Regions from separate parts of the Mus musculus genome. Here region 1 is linked to region 2. A link is a contact called in public HiChIP or PLAC-seq data. All regions are on one chromosome and are shown on one strand. Each heading gives the region's core, a stretch centred on a gene start, on an enhancer-like site or on the middle of the called end of the contact. The rest is flanking DNA. Distances are from core to core; before and after follow the strand shown.

The links. HiChIP or PLAC-seq counts read pairs in DNA pulled down with a chosen protein or histone mark.
Region 1: a contact with region 2 is called in an H3K27ac HiChIP or PLAC-seq map of embryonic stem cells, with 9 read pairs. The contact joins the promoter of Tmem51os1 here to the promoter of Fhad1os1 in region 2. A contact is called at or near these places in 11 of 39 promoter capture datasets (the 3T3-L1 cell line, the C10 cell line, embryonic stem cells and 4 more), 2 of 15 datasets of contacts at CTCF or cohesin (embryonic stem cells and liver), 34 of 484 Hi-C or Micro-C datasets (the HL-1 cell line, bone marrow-derived macrophages, centroblasts and 16 more), 26 of 115 datasets of contacts at active chromatin or transcription factors (astrocytes, bone marrow-derived macrophages, craniofacial prominence and 16 more) and 4 of 9 other capture datasets (adipose tissue, embryonic stem cells, liver and 1 more).

The regions. Positions count from the first base shown.
Region 1 is chr4:142,082,851-142,085,550 of GRCm38.p6, reverse strand. It overlaps Tmem51os1 (Tmem51 opposite strand 1), which reads right to left and starts at 1,253. Exons shown (of 5, transcript NR_027137.1): 1 at 577-1,253. It overlaps Tmem51 (transmembrane protein 51), which reads left to right and starts at 1,247. Exons shown (of 3, transcript NM_145402.3): 1 at 1,247-1,489.
Region 2 is chr4:141,981,543-141,984,242 of GRCm38.p6, reverse strand. It overlaps Fhad1os1 (forkhead-associated (FHA) phosphopeptide binding domain 1, opposite strand 1), which reads right to left and starts at 1,251. Exons shown (of 4, transcript NR_040672.1): 1 at 1,203-1,251; 2 at 875-1,017. Fhad1 (forkhead-associated (FHA) phosphopeptide binding domain 1) reads left to right here. Exons shown (of 32, transcript NM_177868.4): 5 at 1,853-2,095.

The DNA.
Region 1 (2,700 bases), core at 4-2,503, 100 kb before region 2:
GAGACAGACCTGCCCAGCTAGATTAGATGCGGTGTAGGGGCAGGTCTAGAGCTGAATCCCGGCATGGAAAAGTACCAGTATTCCTTGCTTCCACCTCTGGGACTCTCTGAATGACCTGCCTCGAGTCTGTCAGGGTGAAATGCAAACTATAGGCCCGGGCTGTGCCGGGTGGAGAGGTTGAGGGAGAATGTTCAGGAGGCGAGGCGGGGCGGGGCGGGGGTGGGGTCACCCAGGCCGGGTTCAGAGTAAGGACGTGAAATGTTAGCAGTTACTCTTGCGCTCCGAACCTGTTTCCAAAAATGCCCTTTTCACTTCCCAAATCACAAGCCATTTCCCAATTAATCCCTTTCTATCAGTGCAAATAAGAAGTAGCAGTGTATAGAGTGTGATTGGACTCCGGAAGTATACAGCTCGGGAAGTATGTACCCAGGAATTCCAAGTGAACTTGGCTGCAGCCAAGCTGTGCGGTTTATCCAGAAAGCGGACTTTCAATCTCTCTCTCTCTCTCTCTCTCTCTCTCTCTCTCTCTCTCTCTCTCTCACACACACACACACACACACACACACACACACACACCAGTAGGAGGCGCCTTTTAACCCCAGCCGAATCCTCTGACACCCGGCTGCCCAGGGACTTCTCAAGCCTTGAACTTCAAAGAGCTGGCTGCGCACCCACGAAGCCACCCAGGTCGAGATTCAGAGCTGGCAGGGCACATAGATCTGTGCCTGGAGTCGTGGGGTTCCCAGGCAAACTTCCAGCCAGGTGAGGCGCCACTCAGTTCAGATCACCCTCCCCGGCTCCAGGCGGAGGGAGAAGCCAGCCTGTGATTCGCTGGAAAGTTTTCTGCCAAGCTGGGAACGCGCCCCTTACGGGAACACTCCCGAGCTAGACTAGGGCTCGAAGTGGCGATCCGGAGGGCGTCCGGGACACCAGAGAGTGGGAAGCTGACCGAAAGCGTGAGCTGAGAGGCTGGGAAAACTTCCCTTCCTTCCTCCTTCCCTCCTCCGCCCATCATTGGGCTTGGCTGCCTGGAGCCGCAGGAGCGGCGGCCTGCGCGCACAAGAAGGTGAGTTTACAGCCAGGTGAGGTCGCCGAACAGGGACTCCCAGCTCCCATTATCCCTCAAGTGCCCCAGTAGACAGCCATTCCCCAGCCTCAGAGTAGGAGGTCCGGGACCCTGCACTGCGTTGCAGGGCCAGGCCCTCCAGCCTGCTCCGCCCCAGGGTCCGGGTCCCCGCCTGGTGGCGTAGGGCGCAGGGTGGGCAGGTGGGCGGTGCCTCCTGCGGGCGCCCTCGGTCCCTCCCTCCTGCTCTCGCTGCTTTGGGCCGCGCTGGCTGATCGCCACAGAGGTCCCCGGGCTGCGCGCCCTCTCCACGCTGTGCTCCCCGGCTCCGGCTCCGCGGCCCGCGATTGCCTGGGGTGGGGGTGTCGCGAAACCCCCAGCCCCGGGCCTGCGGACAGAGACCAAGCGTGGCCCTTTGCCTTCGGGGTGAGTCTGCGTCCTCGCGCCGAAAAGAGCACGGTAGGGCCCGGGTTGGGTATCCGTGCGTCCGGGAGCATCATGTCGGACATGTTCCTCAGGGGACTCCACTCCGCCCCCCCCCCCCCCCCGCACCCTCTGTAGCCGCACCCGGCTGATGTGGAGTTCTCCCGCCTCCCCGCGTCGCTCTGGCTTTGGCCTCGAGGGCCCCCTGTTGGCGGGGACAGGTTCCATCCGCTTGTGCCTGGACAGAGCACCTGGGCACTTTTGAGAGGAAAGAACTTGGATAGGGCACTGAGCCGGCCGTGGGAGCCTCTGTCCTAGTAATGTAGGGGTGGACATTGTGTATTCTTACTTCCTTCTGACTGTTACCGGATTAAGAAGCAATCGAGGGGTGGAGAGCCAGCGGTCCTCCAGGGTCCTTAGTTTCTTCGCCTGTAAAATAGGAGTGACTATAGGAGCCCGAGGAGCCCTAGGCTGAGGCTAAGTATTCGCAGACCAATGACTGTAAATTAAGTTACAGGGTGCAGGGGAGAACAAAATACCGACGACATAGTAAGTTTGCTTGTAATTGATATGAATGTTGTGGGTGCATTTGAGGAGGGAACGCCAAGTTTGATTTGGCCACTTTGAGAATTTTTTTCTCACGCACAAGGTAGGAGCAGGAGACCTGTCAGTGGGGGACCCTGCAAGGTGGTGGGTTTCTCCTCTGATGATATATGTGACCCTGAGCCAGGTCCTTGGCCAATATGGAAACTTAGAGATGAAGTCAGGAGTGGAGTGAAGGGGCAGGACCTAGGCGAGTTAAGCAGGCTTGGGGGGGGGGGGTAGGGATCCCCACCTGTCCACTTCAGGGCTTCCTCTAGTTCCTCTAGCTTTTGTTTTGAAAGCAAACTTGAAGGTTGGCTTCTTAAGAGAAGGGTCAAGAGCTTTCCCACTGAGACCTGTCATTCAAAGGTCCTTGGGGGGAGTTACTCCTTTCCAAATATCTCCCTCAGAACCAGATCAAAGGTTCCCCCAACCCAGACAGAAAGAAAAGGGTGAGCAGAGAAAAAGAGACTGGTGGCCATTCTGTTGGTCATTGGGCATCACCCAAAGCCAGCCCTGTCTAATTGGGAAATCAAGGAAGTCAGCGGTAGATATGACAAGGGCTGTGTGATGATGGTGAGCCAAGTCACCTCACCCCCTCTGAGCCTGTCTCCTCCTCCAAGTCTGGAGTG
Region 2 (2,700 bases), core at 2-2,501:
AGAGCTCACTCTGTACTGTGACCTCTGCTAGCTTCCATCCATCCCCTGGAGCCACAGACTTGCTTGGTGGACAGTAGACATTGATACCACTCAGTGACAAAAGCCACAAAGTTTTTGTCACATTTGATCTACCGCTGTCGTCGTAACTCCTATTAAGGTGGGAACAAAGTGAAAACCGAATTGTTTTTGCTGTTTTGAACCTTTTATGCCCTGATTTCCCAAGCACCTTCAAGGACAAGTGGCAGTCAACAATGGGGGTGGAAAATGTTCATTAGCTAGTCTTATTGAAAGGCTGGCAAGCGGGGCTGAAGAGATGGCTCAGCAGTTAAAGGCACTGACTACTCTTCCAGCAACCATATGGTGGCGCACAGCCATCTGTAATGGGATCTGATGCCCTCTTCTGTTGTTTCTGAAGATAGCTACAGTATGCTTATAAACATAAAACAAGTAAATAGTTTTAAAAAAGAAAAAAGAAAGGCTATCAAGCCTCAGGCATGGTACATCCAGGATCTTCAGGGATGTCATTGGAATGTCCCCATTGCCTGTTCTACTCTTTGTTTTTCCTGCAGTTTGACAGTCCCCAGCAGGCTAGCTCCCTGTGCTGACCGGATGATTATGGTCAAGCTCTGTACTTAAAGTCCATGATACAAAGAGAGGGGGGAACCCCTGCCCCGACCCAAAATCCACACCAGAAACAACTGGTTGACCAGCCTGGGTCACAGGGACAGGAGCAGGAAGGACAGGAAGTGAGCTACTTGATTGACATCCACTCTTACCAAAGCCACCCGGAAGGAGCAGATGACATTCCCTTAAGGAGGGCATAGAGACCAGGGACAGCACCAGAGAGAACGAAAACCACGGCAGGACACTGTACCTGAAGGTTTGTTTACATCCAGTGCAGAGCCCAGCACACAGTAGGTGCCCAGTAGATCTCTGTGGCACAAAAAGATAATCAATTCTGTGCTGCTGAGTGTGGAGGCCCAGGGTGGCTCGCTGTGGATGAGGCTGGGTAAAATGCTGAAGATACAGAACAAAAGAAACAGAGTCTCCTGGAAGAGCTGTAACAGACATTCACAAGGACCCAGAGGTCCTTGGCAACGCCCGTGGGCTTCCTCGTGCCCGTGACACCATCTGTTTCCCCAGGCACACAGCTAGAATTCAGTTTTTCCCGTCTTTCCATCACTCTGAGAGGTTCAGGGTACCTGTTCCAGCTTTGGAGAAACAGAGACGTCTTGGTTCCCGTGTTTTCCTAGTGAGGAGGTACATTGGCTCCACCCGTGGGGAACTCCACCCACAGCTCCCCACCCCCCCACCCACCCGAGTGTTCACAAGCATTCAGTGTTCTGTTTCCTGATTCAACTCTGTTCGCTGAGTACATTTTCCCTGAGGCGGACAGAGGGAAACAGGGACTCCCAGAAGAAGAGAAAGAGAGAAATGACCTCTTCAGAATACATAAAAACTATTAAACTAATAATGTCCTCTTGATGGTCAGAGTGCATTCCCATGTATCCCAATCCATTTACCTGTGCTGGGTCTCCAACACCCTGAACATGGGCCTTGTAAGGGAGTGTGCAGAATGTCCTCTGACATTCCCAGGGGGCTGTGGTTTACCACATGAAAGTATTTTTTTTTCTGGGTAAAAAAAAGAGATTCTATTCCTGGGAGACTCCATTATAAGCATCTAGGTACGGATATGTGGTTCTAGCCCAACTCTCTTCTCTCCAGGCCCTCTGCCTGCCCTCTCCCCCTCACCTGCCTTTCCCTTAGTGACACCCAGTTCCTCCTAGATTGTAGAAACAGGCCCAGCTTGCCACCCACACCCATACCAAGCCTCCCTCTTGTCCCCACACAGGACGAGATCATTCTGCTCTTGGGGAGAGAGGTTAATCGGCTCTCTGACTTTGAAATGGAGTCCAAATATAAAGACGCTCTGATCATGAACCTGCAGGCTGAGGTGGCCGACCTGAGCCAAAGGTTGTCAGAGACAGCCGCTGTCGCCGCAGCCAGGCAGAGTAACAGGTGTGACCCGAAGCTCCAGGGCGTGGATGAAGGCGACGATCTCAGGCAGAAGGAGATTGAGAGCATGAAAAGCCAGGTAGGACTCTGGGACAAGCCCGTCAAAGCGTAGAAACACCACAGTCAGAGTGGAGCCCGAGCACAGATAGGAAGAGGGCATCTGGGACGTCACAGAGCATACGGACAGAAGGCCATCACAGGCCCTGTTTCCCAGTGCGGCATGTGTTGGGCCTTGGAGAATGTTCTTTAGATCTGTCACAGTCTTCTGACACCTCCCCCCCCACCCCGAGAGACTGTGGTGGTCCCTGGCTTCACCATGGGCAGTGTCATCAAATGTGTTCCCCACTTGGTCTCCATTTACCAGAAAGCTTCTATTCTCTGGAAACTAGATCCAAATTCCTGTTTTATAAAGATAGCAATTGGGCCGAGGAGATGGCTCAGCTCCTAAAGTACTTGCTCTGCAAGTGCAGGAACCTGAGTTCCATCCCTCCCTATGAAAACACAAGGCATGCAAAGTGGGTGGGGACTCACAAGGCCCCACCCCTGGATGAAGAGCCACAGGCAATCAGTGGCTGCTGTGGGCGGGACAATCAGTCTTTTCCAGGGGTGAACTCCTCCAGATATCTAATCCCAAGTCAGCCCTGAACATTCGTACCTGCCCTGCTGTGAGCAACTCTTAGTGTC